Regions from separate parts of the Podarcis muralis genome. Here region 2 is linked to region 1. The links are chromatin contacts, called in public Hi-C maps. All regions are on one chromosome and are shown on one strand. The core of a region is the stretch at or near the end of the contact, and the rest is flanking DNA. Distances in the headings are between cores, read along the strand shown.

Region 1 (5,531 bases), core at 2,606-5,105:
TGGGAAAAGCCAACCATGGAGGCCACTGCTAGTGATACGGAGTTAGCACTTCATTATCTTTCTGCCACCCCATCTCTACTTCTATATTTTGTCTTATAAATCTACCTGCACTATGTTCCACTAACTCTGGGAGTGCACTTGCTGGGGACATGTGTGCGAGCCTTCTTGGTGGCAGCACTCAGATAATGGAAATCCCTTCTAAAAGAGGTTGATGTTTGAGTTTTAGGAGAGCAGTAATGATTTCAATCTGTTCTAACAAGCCTTCCTGTTGAGTGATGTATTTAGACTGCCCTAGTTGTTAGATGCCCTTTCATGTTGCAGTTTGAACTTATTTAATTAAAATTCTGTATTTTTGTTGTCATGTTTCTGATCTAGATGCCTCCTTGGGAGCCCAAAGGCAGGGTAGAAATGATCTAAAATAATATTTTTAAAAGCTTAAGTCAAATAAACACACAAAGTTAGCTTTCAATCAATTAGGGCAACAACAAAATTACCAATAAAACCCACATCACTGAGTACTGCCACTACTGATGGCAACACACAAGTGGTACCTGTGTTTTGTATAAAATAGCTCTATTCCATGAAACTTTGTTGCCCTTAACGGAACAAGCAACAACTAACATTGCAGAACACAAAAGTCATTCAGGGTGTCTCCTAAATGTAAAGGTATTTAGTACCCTTATCAATGCTTATTAAAAGCAACCAAACCCACGACCTATTATGACAGCATTGTAACCAAGCCTTACATCACACCTATGTAAGAAAGGCTACTTAACTGGCTTAACAGTTCAATGTTCTTGAACTGTACATATAGGAATATTTGTTGTGCTACCTGATCTTTTAAATCTTTTGCTAAATTAGTATAACCTAAGGTTTGCTAAATTACTGTAACTCATCAATAAAAACAGGCACATATCTGAGGCCCTTATTGTCATGCTTTAATTTACAGACTAGTTAGATTAAACACATGACTGTTTCTGATACCGGAAACATACAATAAATAAATTTCACACAGCATTGTATTTCTTGTGGAGTAAGACATTACAAATCTAGGTTATTTCATCCCCAAGTTATTATTGGACAATTTGAACAAAGTCATAAGAATTTACACAGAAGCCCCACATTGTGAAGATTTACTTAAAGCTAAATACCTCTGAATGACAAATCTCCAAATAATTTTGAGACACACCTCATCTAAGTGTTTAAATACCTAGTTTTATACTTTTTCTGGGTTTTTCAGCGGCACTGAAATTTTCAAGAGGATATGTGCTCCTAACCACTAATGCCTTCAAACTGCAGCTCCTTGACATGCCCAGCTGTTCACATCACTAAATCAATTTTAAACCCACATTTACATTAAATATTCATTGCATGGATACTTCTACTTCCAGTGAAGTCACCAATCATAAATGTAGCATTTAACTAACATAGCCTTGGTTCCTGCTTACACATTTAGCAATGTTTAGCTACTTTATGATTCAAACTAAACTGCAATCCTGAATACATGCTCCACTAACATAATTTACTAATGAGAAAGGTGTTAATTTAACTACCACACTTTGTTAACCCTATTCAAATCAAATGTAGTCCACCAGGGTTTAACAGGAGATGGCTATGGCCCCAGACATTTCAGCATATCAGCTCTCACAAGTGAGATTATCTATACAATGGGAAGACCAACATAATTTGAAGCAAATTATTGTAGACATACCAAGATGCAAGATTTAAGGGCTAATTTAAATATTCATATTTCCATGTGACAGCAAACATTCTGTAATTAATGTGGCTTACACAGATCCACTTCTTACTATATGAAAACACAAGCTCTTGGGAAATGAAAGCTTAATAAAAACCAGCAAATTACTATGCCTGCTATCTCAGATAATCTTCAGACTCAAATGCCACATCCATATGTGCAAAATAAACTGAAGATAATGGTCCCTACATTCATTAATTGAGAACTGGAGGAGGGGGTGAAGACGACAAAATGATTGGGGGAGGATGAACTCTATATATGGAATAAGATTTCGAATAGATCCAGTTAGTGGAATCCACTCTGGGCCAACCATGTAAATACCTTCAGAGGTGTAATTCAATGAAACCTGATCCTGCAATTTATTCATTAGGTCTTGGGGTGCAGGAGGAAGAAGAGACAGGTTATCACTTTAACATTTCTGGTGAAGTGACACTGAAATGCATTCTCATCCTTACTAAGAGATGTTCAACAGCCAGTGCCTTATTACAGCTTCTTCTTACAAGAACGCCTTTATTGATTTGAGCCCCCGCGGAGACGTGAACAATACCCGGCTCAATACTGGAAGGGGGAAGAATACTGGTGGGGGAAGAGAAATGCAGTTCTTATCGTGGAACCGGCCCCTGCCGTCGCCCAAGCACTCCACCTTGGGGTGATTGATGACAGCCCCCGCTCCGTCCCTCTCCCTGCCCTCCCCCGGTGTTTGAACGGGAAGGCGGAGGCACGGCCGCCTCGACTCAGACAACATACGCCCAAGAGTTTAATGGCTGCAACAAATCGATCGCCTGCACCGGGGAGGAGAGAAAGAAGGGCAAAGAGACGGAGAAAGAGACAGAGACACATTTCTCCCGGCCAAGATCCCGCCTCCCTCGCGATATAATTTCTCGGTTCCTCTTTCTCTCCGCACACATACAATTACCCCCGTCAAACGCCAAGGAGCCAAGCAGCCCTCTCTCCCCCAAGGGGGGGGGGGGGAGGAAGGTGCGGTGCTGAATAGAGAAATTCCCCTTTCCCAGACGCAGCCCGGCGGGGCTGAGTCTCCCCGCCCCTCTTCGCCCATTACACCGGCTCAGCCCCATTATCAACCCCCTTTCTGCGGCCTCTCCCGTATCGCTGCCACTTCCCCGCCCCCACCGCGGCGAGAGCGGCCATTTCCATTGTGCCGACTCCGCGGCGAAAGCGAAGCCAAAAGAGGGGGGGGGAGGAAAATGGGGGGGAGACAGAGAAGGGAGGTGGCTGGGAAGAGAAAGCGGGGCGACGGGGGAGAAGCCAAGCGGACTCATGAAAAGCAAGCCAAGAAAGGGGGGAGGCGGCCTTCGCCCCTTATCCTAGTCTCTTCCCCCCCCCCCCCGCCGTGCCCCGCCCTAGGCGCCCCTCGGGACCCCGCTTACCTGTGGTGAGGCGAGTGGACACTTCCCCGAAGGGCGAAGGCTCCATGCGCAGGTATTTCTGCGGGGACGAGGCGAAGGAGGCCGCGGAGGAAGAGGAGGCGGCGGCCGCCGAAGCGGACAAAGGGGCGCAGCGCCGCCGCTTCGGCGAGGCCGGGCTCAGGAGCGGGTCGAAATCCAGAGTCCTTTTTAGGGTGGCGCCGCAGGCCATGGCGGAGGTGGAGGAAGACGACGACGACGAAGAGGCTGAGGGAGCGGAGCCGGCTGGGCCTTCGCCACCGAGAGAGCGAGCGAGCGGGGCCGGAAGGAGCTGACGAGACCGGGGGGGAAGGAGGGAACGGAGGAGAAAGGGGGGGGCGGAGGAGGCGCTTCAGGCGCTGCCTCGCCGCGTCAGGCTCGGGGTCGCCACTGCTACGCGCCTCCTGGGCTTTTCTGCTGCCTGCCGGCCGCCGGCTCCGCCTGCGTCTCCAGGGAGCGGCCCGGAGCTCTCGGCCCGGCTTGGCTGGACTCCTTGGCTCCGCCCGCGGAAAATCCTCCCCGGGCCGAATCCGGGAGGGTGTCTAGGCCGGTGGGAGCGGCACGACGGGAGGCTACCCGGCCTGAGGCCGCCGATGACGAGAGATAGCCGCGGCGGGAGCTGCCGTGCGCCTCTGTGACTCTTCCACACCAGCAATATGGCGTCAATAACAACGCCGCTGATTCAAAAAACCATCCCTCGCCGACGCGCCTGCGCGGCACGGGGGTGGCGCCCGCCGCAAAGGTTCAGGGGAGTTGTGGTTTTCTCAGGGTCACCTCCCGGCGTTTGATGCAAGGGCGCAGGGGGGGAGCGGGGAACTACGTTTCCCGTCGTTCTTGGCGCTAAGGACATGACTTCCGGGTGGAATTTAAATCCCCGCAGAGAACCCTGTACCTCAGGAATGCGAGTGAAACGGGGTGAAGGAATGGAAGCGGTCTTCTTAATATGGGGAGTAGCAGGAAAGGAGCCGGGCAGCGGGGAAAGGAGCTTAGTTTGCGGAAATTATAAATGGCTGGTGGTACTTAATTATAACATCAGCCATAATAACATCTGGTCCAGAAGAAATGGCGTTTCGTTCAGCTATCTCTGAAACACTGAAGTAGATTGTGGGAAAAGATGAATGAATGAAAGAACAAGAAAAAATCCCCGAAAGGAAGAAATTCGCATTTATAATACTCTTCTTGACTGTGCTCCAGCTAGTGGGGTGGGGAGAAAAAACAACTGTCCGATGGCTTCACCGTTCTAGACAACACTTTGTATTAAAGGAAATACCGTAAATCACACATACAGCTCTTAAAATGTTTGAATTTAAATGCCAATAGTGACTGAAATAAATTCAAATATCTGTGAAAACAAACATTTGATTCTCAAAAGCATTAATAATTGTACAGATAGAAAAACATAGTGTGCCTGTAAATTGATTTCTTTGAATGATGATAACAATACAGTATCATTATTTTTAAGGCCAGCCAAGAGCAGCATATCCCCCCCCCCCCCAGATACATCACTCTGGGGGCTATAGTGAGTGATTATAGAACCTACAGTCTTACTCTGGAAAAGATGATAAGGTAAAGGTAAAGGGACCCCTGACCATTAGGTCCAGTTGTGACCGACTCTGAGGTTGCGATGCTCATCTCGCTTTATTGGCCAAGGGAGCCGGCGTACAGCTTCCGGGTCATGTGGCCAGCATGACTAAGCCGCTTCTGGCAAACCAGAGCAGTGCACGGAGATGCTGTTTACCTTCCCGCCAGAGCGGTACCTATTTATCTACTTGCACTTTGAGGTGCTTTCGAACTGCTAGGTTGGCAGGAGCAGGGACCGAGCAACGGGAGCTCACCCCGTCGCGGGGATTCAAACTACTGACCTTCTGATCAGCAAGTCCTAGGCTCTGTGGTTTAACCCACAGTGCCACCTGCGTCCCGGAAAAGATGATAGCATGTAACAACTGATCACATTTTACAAAGGCTCTCTCAGTAATACAGCAAACCTGTAAAGTAGGCCAAAATTATTGTCCCCATATTGCAATTGAAAAGTGAATATATTTGATTTGAAGAGTTAATATCTATACCACTTTATGAGAGAGAGTGGGAAGCTTCCCCATGGTCACGTAGTGAATTTAAGCTGGGGAAAACATTTTAAGTCAGGGACTTCCTGGTTCTTGCCCACCATTCTATTCAAGGAAAGAGCTATGGTTTTCTGAACTGGAATATAGAAAGGGCCACTTAATCTTCTCAAATCAAGCTAACTACATAGGGTGCAAATGCAGTTGTATCATACCAGCCAGGCTGGAAGGCAGTGTGGCAAGCCTGGAGCTGGCACAGCAGTCGGGCTTGATGCTTTCAAGAGGTGACCGTGGAGCAGACTCGAGATCCAG
Region 2 (5,908 bases), core at 1,078-3,577, 170 kb before region 1:
TTTGAACCACTTGACATTTCCAAGTCATCCTAAGTATGTAAGTTACCAGAGAATGTATTACAGTGGCCAGGTTATTTATGTCCAAAAGGGGTTGTTTCTGGTGAACCAGAAAGATACTTCTGCTCCAGAAGGCTACTGTGGTCAACAGTATCAAAAGCCACCAACAGATTGAGAATGAACAGCGTTGCACTCTCCCCATCTCTCTCCTGATAAATATCATCACTCAGGGTGACCAAGGAAATTTGAGTGTCATGACAAGGCCTGAAGGCAGAGTAGAACAAATCCAAGTAATTAGTTTCCTTCCTGAAGCTGGACCACCATCACCTTCTTAAGCACCTTGCCTCAAAAGGGGATATTTGCCATCAGACAATAGTTATTTTAACAATTCTGGATCCAGTGAGGTCTTCTTACCAAGGAGACACACCACTGCCTCCTTCAAGGCAGGTGGCACCTTTTTCATTAAAACATTAATCACTTTCTGGACCCCCCCCCCCACGGGCAACCCCCTGAAGAAGCCAGAATGCCAAGGGTCAAGGTGGCAGGTGGATGGCCACATGTCTTCAAGCAGGTTGTCCCATCCTCAGGCTGCAATAATGTAAACTGATCCAGTAGCGATGGAGCAGACAGTGCTCTAGACAACTTTGTTAGACTTGATTTGAATGCGATCCAGCTGTCAAAATCTGAGTGATTTTCTCCCTAAAGTGCCTTGCAAAGTTGTTACACAAAGCCAGCAAGGGTGTCAGAGCCTTTTCATTTCTGTTTCTATCTCTTTGGTATCTCTGTTTAGAGAAACCAGTACGCCCATTTTGTGGGAACGAAGGCCTGTTAGCAGGATCTATTAGCAGGATGACCAAAATAGATCTCATACAGGCCAGCAGATTCAACCCCTGCCACTGCACCGCCATCAGCCCCATTGTGGTGCTTCCAGCCCCACTGTGGCTTTGTCTGTGCCACAGTACCCTTGTCCTCACAACCATCCCTCACCAAACTGCTACTGCATCGTGGCAGTTGCAGTGGCGGGACTGGCAGCAGTACAGGTGTGACGGTGGGGCCAGGGAGGGGCCCTGGTTCTGCAGGATGGTGAATGGTGTTGCAGGGGCGACAAAATGTCCTGCGCCACCCCCAAATATAGGATGCATAATTACAACTCCCAACTCTTTCCCCACCTAAAAGCAGCTGTGGGGAAGGAAGTTTAAAAAACCCTCTCCCTCATACCATTTTCTAAATCTAAATTAGCTCTGAATATGCTAAAATAAAAAGCTAAATACCTCACCCCTACACGTGCTGCTTCAAAATTCAACGTACCTATAGAAAGCAAAGGTCATATTTGCAAAGGTGAATGTTTTTAGCACCCACCTTTGCAAGTTTAAAATTGTTCTCAATGCTGTTTTTATACTGTATCTTGCTCTGGGACCTTAGGCATAGCAGCCAGCTCCTAGGGGCTGAGGTTCCTTCGCCCCCACCCCAATACAATATTTGAAAGGGCCAGATCCCCACCCCCCGAAGTTGATGACCATTGCCATTCAAATAAGTGTGTGGGCTGCATCACTGGCCCTCCTGCCTTAGGGTGGAGGGCGGGAAGTAAACAAATAAATAAATTCGACGGATGTTTGTTCCTTTATTTTTCTTAAAAGGATAGTTTGTATTTAAAATAATTTCCCCAAAGCTTAAACAGCTGCCGTGTCGAACAGTTTCGGAAGTTGCGGACTAGCAATAAATGCGCGTCGGTTTTTGGATTCCTAGCTGCGTAACACCTGGCCTCCCTCGCAGACGGAGGGGCGAGAAACTTGGCAGCCAGGTGCGCGTGTCCAGGGAGAGAAAAGAGGGGCAAACGGAAGCGGGCGAGAAGCGCGCCGCTTGCTCGTTGAAGTCTGCGGTGGCGGCGCCGCCTCTTCCTGTGCAAGGGAGCGAAGCCGCTCCAAACCAGGCAGACCGCGAGCGAAACTGAAACACTTCTTCGGTTGACGTCCTGCCTCCTTGCCGTCTCTCCCCCCCCCCAAAAAAAAAGTCCGCGAGGCTATTTGTGCCACTAGGCGCGCGCCGGCAGACGCACGTGACAGGACTAGCCCACGTTTCCCAGCCCCTCTGCGAATGCGGGGGGGGGGGGGAGGACGGGTAAAGAGCGGGCGAACTGCCTGTTCGAACTCTCCTCCCCTTCGATCCCGCACGTGATTCCCCCTCCCCGGAACGTGGTATTGTGTAATCACGTGACCCCTCTTTACGGGGCTCGCGCCTGCGCGCGCGCGCGCGGGGAGAGTTGAGGGGGGGGTAGGTGGGCCGTTGAGGGAGGGCTCGCGAGTGCGGTGGCGGTTGGTTGGTAGTGGTGGTAGGGTGGGGGGAGGGGGGCTGCGTACGCGACGGAGCGGGGTGCGAAGATGGCGGACGAGGAGGCCGAGCAGGACAGCGGCAGCCACGGCCCTGGCGGCGAGAGCGGCCTCCTCCCTCTGGATATGCGGCGCTTGAAGGGGCGGCTGCTGGAGCTGGAGACGGGGCTGCGGGAGAGCCGGGAGCCCACCGTGGAGGCGGCCGCCGAGTACTGTCAGCAGCTCTGCCAGGTCAGGACGGGGCCGGGGCGGGCAGGCGGGAGGGTCCTCTCTCTCCTTGCCTCCTCCTCCTCCTCCTCCAGCGGGAGCAGGAAGGAACTGGGCCGCGCTGCTGCTGCTGCTCTCCTCCTTGAAACTGGCTCTGAGGGAGGGAGCGGGCGGGCAGAAGTGGCCCGCCCCCCTCGCCGGGAGGGGAGTTCATCGCGGGCCCGGAATCCCCTCCCCCCACAACCTGTCTTCCCGGCAGCTCCCCACCCCCCACGCGGCTCCCTCTTCGACTCGGCCCCTTTGTTTTGCTGCTGCTGCTGCCGCCGCCGCCGCCTCGGGTCTGGAGGGGCCTTTGTCTGCTGATGGCGGCGGCGGAGAGCCCGTGCCCCTGGCCCAGCAATAAGCCGGAGCGTGGAGGAGGGGAGGGGAAGGGTGGCTTCTTCCAGCGGGAGGAAGCGAGGGAAGGGGCTGGCTATGGGGGCTCCCTCACCCGCTCGGTTGTATCTCGAGGACTCATGCTCCAGGTGCCAGAGAAGGAAGTCCTGCCCCGGTTCCCCCCTATGCCACAAATATTTCAATATAACCACCAGCTTGCCCATGGGAGCTAGCGCGCATCTGCTCCACAGTAGCGCACCGGGAGGCTTAGTCGTAAGGCTCCCTTCATATGATACCCCCATAGACGAGCATAGGAAGAGTCAGTCCAGTGATCAGGGTTTCCGGAGTATCTTTAAGCCAGTGTTGTTGTGGTTGAACGATCTTTCCAACTGCCCTTGGATTTTGTCAATTAAATCAGGTTACTCTAAACGAACATGGTATTTGTAGTGTTTGCTCAGGATGCACACTATTGCTCTTTCCACAAATGTCTTGCCCATCAAATGTCTGTTTCCGCCAATTTGTCGATTGGGAAACTGTCATTTCAGAAATCCACTTAGTTCAAAACTTACATATTTGAATGGAAGACATGAACTGCTTGAAACAATCATGCTTGAAACAGATACTTTTTGATACAATCACAGAAAAATAACATATTGGCCTGGTTCTCGTGTCACTTAAAGTATCATTCACCTAAGTGGCATGCTGTTGAAATGTCTTACTCCGGATGCTAAGCCATAGTTTGGTCTTAATGTTATGTCTGAACCCGAACTCATGATTGGTTTCTTTCTAAACTACGAGTAGTAAACCAAGGTTTGTGTTTTGTTTACCACTCGTGTGTATGGCTGACTTGGTATAAGACAGCTTTCTATTTCTGTGCATGTTTGCTCAAAAGAAAATCCCGCTGTGTTGGGTGGAATTTAATTAATTGTTACTAAGTTTCTTTTTCTAGGTCAGAATGTTATTTTTTAAATTTAGGCCTATAATAATGGATCACATTCAGTTTTTGTCCCTCTGTATACATAGTGAATAGGGAGTCAGCCTTAGGATTTACTCCTCACCTCTGTCAAACCATTTACAACCATCCCATCATTTCCCATGGTTTTGTGTTGCAAGTTCACAGGTGCAAGCAGTGGTCAACAAATTAAGATCCTTTGTCAACCAAAGGATGAAGGATCCTCGTTTTTTGTTAACCATAGTTTGTATCAGTGCCATTTAACAATAACAATGAAAAAAGTCCCAGTATTCCTACAGGCTGGTCCTCTCTCGCTTGTCTAGGATAAAAATTTCTGTAGAACAACTGTCATAGACTAAATTCCCATCTTCTTTGACATTATGCATTATACTTGAGCTAGAAAGAATAAGATGTTCCTTTTTGCCTATTGAGAACTCCTGAAAGTAGGAGTGAATAGTTGAGCTCTTGTACATCAGCTCAGTGTCTCTTGATCATATATCTTAATTGAGATTTGAAATTGTGCATTTTTGAGAGAAAGGGAGGCATGCTTGACACTCTTTTTGAGCATGCCTCAAGCCATGGAAGGCTTCAGTTTATGTATTTCTAAAATGTATCAGGCCTTGTTCATGTGAACTAGCTATGGCATTTAACTTTATCAGTTGCCTTTTGGAAAAAAACACCTTTGTTCAAGTTGATGTAATAAAATAGATAATCCTGATTTTATGAGATGAAATTATAATTATTTCCATTTTACCTGTTCTTATTCCATTCTTCCACCTTTTCTCTTACACACAATCTAGCTCTTAATTATAAGTTTGTGTGTGTGTGTGTACACACACACACCTTATTTGTTGTGTATATGTATATCTTAATATTTACTATGATTTATTCACTATTACGGATATTGATGTTTATGTGATTAATAATAATAAAAATCAGATTATGTAAACAAGATGGGTGGATGGGAGCGTGCCTTGCTGGATCCAAGGAACAGCCGGGAACTTTGGCTCCTGATGGTTCCTTTGGAGTCCCATCTTTACCCACACCATATCTGATGTCATGCATGGTATCAGGTGTGGGATGTGTGGGTATGACTTCCTAAAAATGGCCTGGTGGGCCATGTTTGGTACATGGGTCTGAGGTTCCCCACCACTGTACTATCAGTGAGTGACAAGAGTGAGAATTCCTGACTCCCAAGCTGTGTATGCCCCTTTCTGTGATAAGGCGTGTTCAAACTGGCTCACAGCAATGCCAGAATAGGGTATAATAGTAGGGAAATCTATAGCATTTCAATTGATAGTCTCCCCCCCTTTTCTAATACTTAATTTATCCTTCAATTTTAAAAGAAATTTTGTGATGGGTGTTTATGAAAGATGCTACATCTAGCTAAAAGGCAGTCGTATCTTATAGCTATGCCTCTGTTGCAATCAAAGAAATCTGGGAGAGTCGAGTACTTCTTAGCTTTATAGAAGCTTGGATAAAGAATGGTATACCGTGTAAAATTAAAGGGGGCTTTCCTTTTACCTGCCTTTGTATTCTCTCAAGTCCTTGCATCTTCATTGTAGTGGCAGGCCAGACACAGGCCTGCCTAGTTAGAAGGGAACTCATCAAAAACTCTCCACCACAGTGTGATGGTGCTTTAACAAGTGAAAATGATTTCCAGGGCTGAACTCACCTGGTGTCTTTCATGTATTAATGTAATTATTTAATTATATTTTTATTTCGCTTTTCAGACAAATATTGTATCCCAAAATGGCTTACATCAATCAAATGTTAGATACTGGCCCTGCCCTCAGACTTACAAACTAGAAAGACAAGACGTACAAGGGAAGGGGACTGGAGGGAAAAGGTAAAGGAGGGAGATCAATTTAACAATGCCAAAATAAATTGATTAGTTGTAATCAGGCATTTGTATCCAGTTGAGGTTAGGTGATCTTTCCTTACTGGTGTTTTTGAACAGATAGGCATGGCGTGGCAACCTGGCGATCCTTAGTTCTGACATTAGCAGAAGCCAGGTTGTCCTTCTCACAGTCTCGGGAAAATTCTTTGG

The links. A called contact is a pair of places that touch in the nucleus more often than the background predicts.
Region 2: a Hi-C map of tail shows a contact between it and region 1, with 1.9 times the contacts expected there. The contact joins the promoter of ZNF292 here to the promoter of AKIRIN2 in region 1. A contact is called at or near these places in 2 of 3 Hi-C or Micro-C datasets (blood and tail).

Annotation. Positions count from the first base shown.
Region 1 is chr3:79,322,411-79,327,941 of rPodMur119.hap1.1, reverse strand. AKIRIN2 (akirin 2) reads right to left here and starts at 3,855. Exons shown (of 5, transcript XM_028722943.2): 1 at 3,145-3,855. The coding sequence starts at 3,352.
Region 2 is chr3:79,494,879-79,500,786 of rPodMur119.hap1.1, reverse strand. It overlaps ZNF292 (zinc finger protein 292), which reads left to right and starts at 2,327. Exons shown (of 8, transcript XM_028722918.2): 1 at 2,327-2,555. The coding sequence starts at 2,376. CGA (glycoprotein hormones, alpha polypeptide) reads right to left here and starts at 2,278. Exons shown (of 5, transcript XM_077926177.1): 1 at 1-2,278.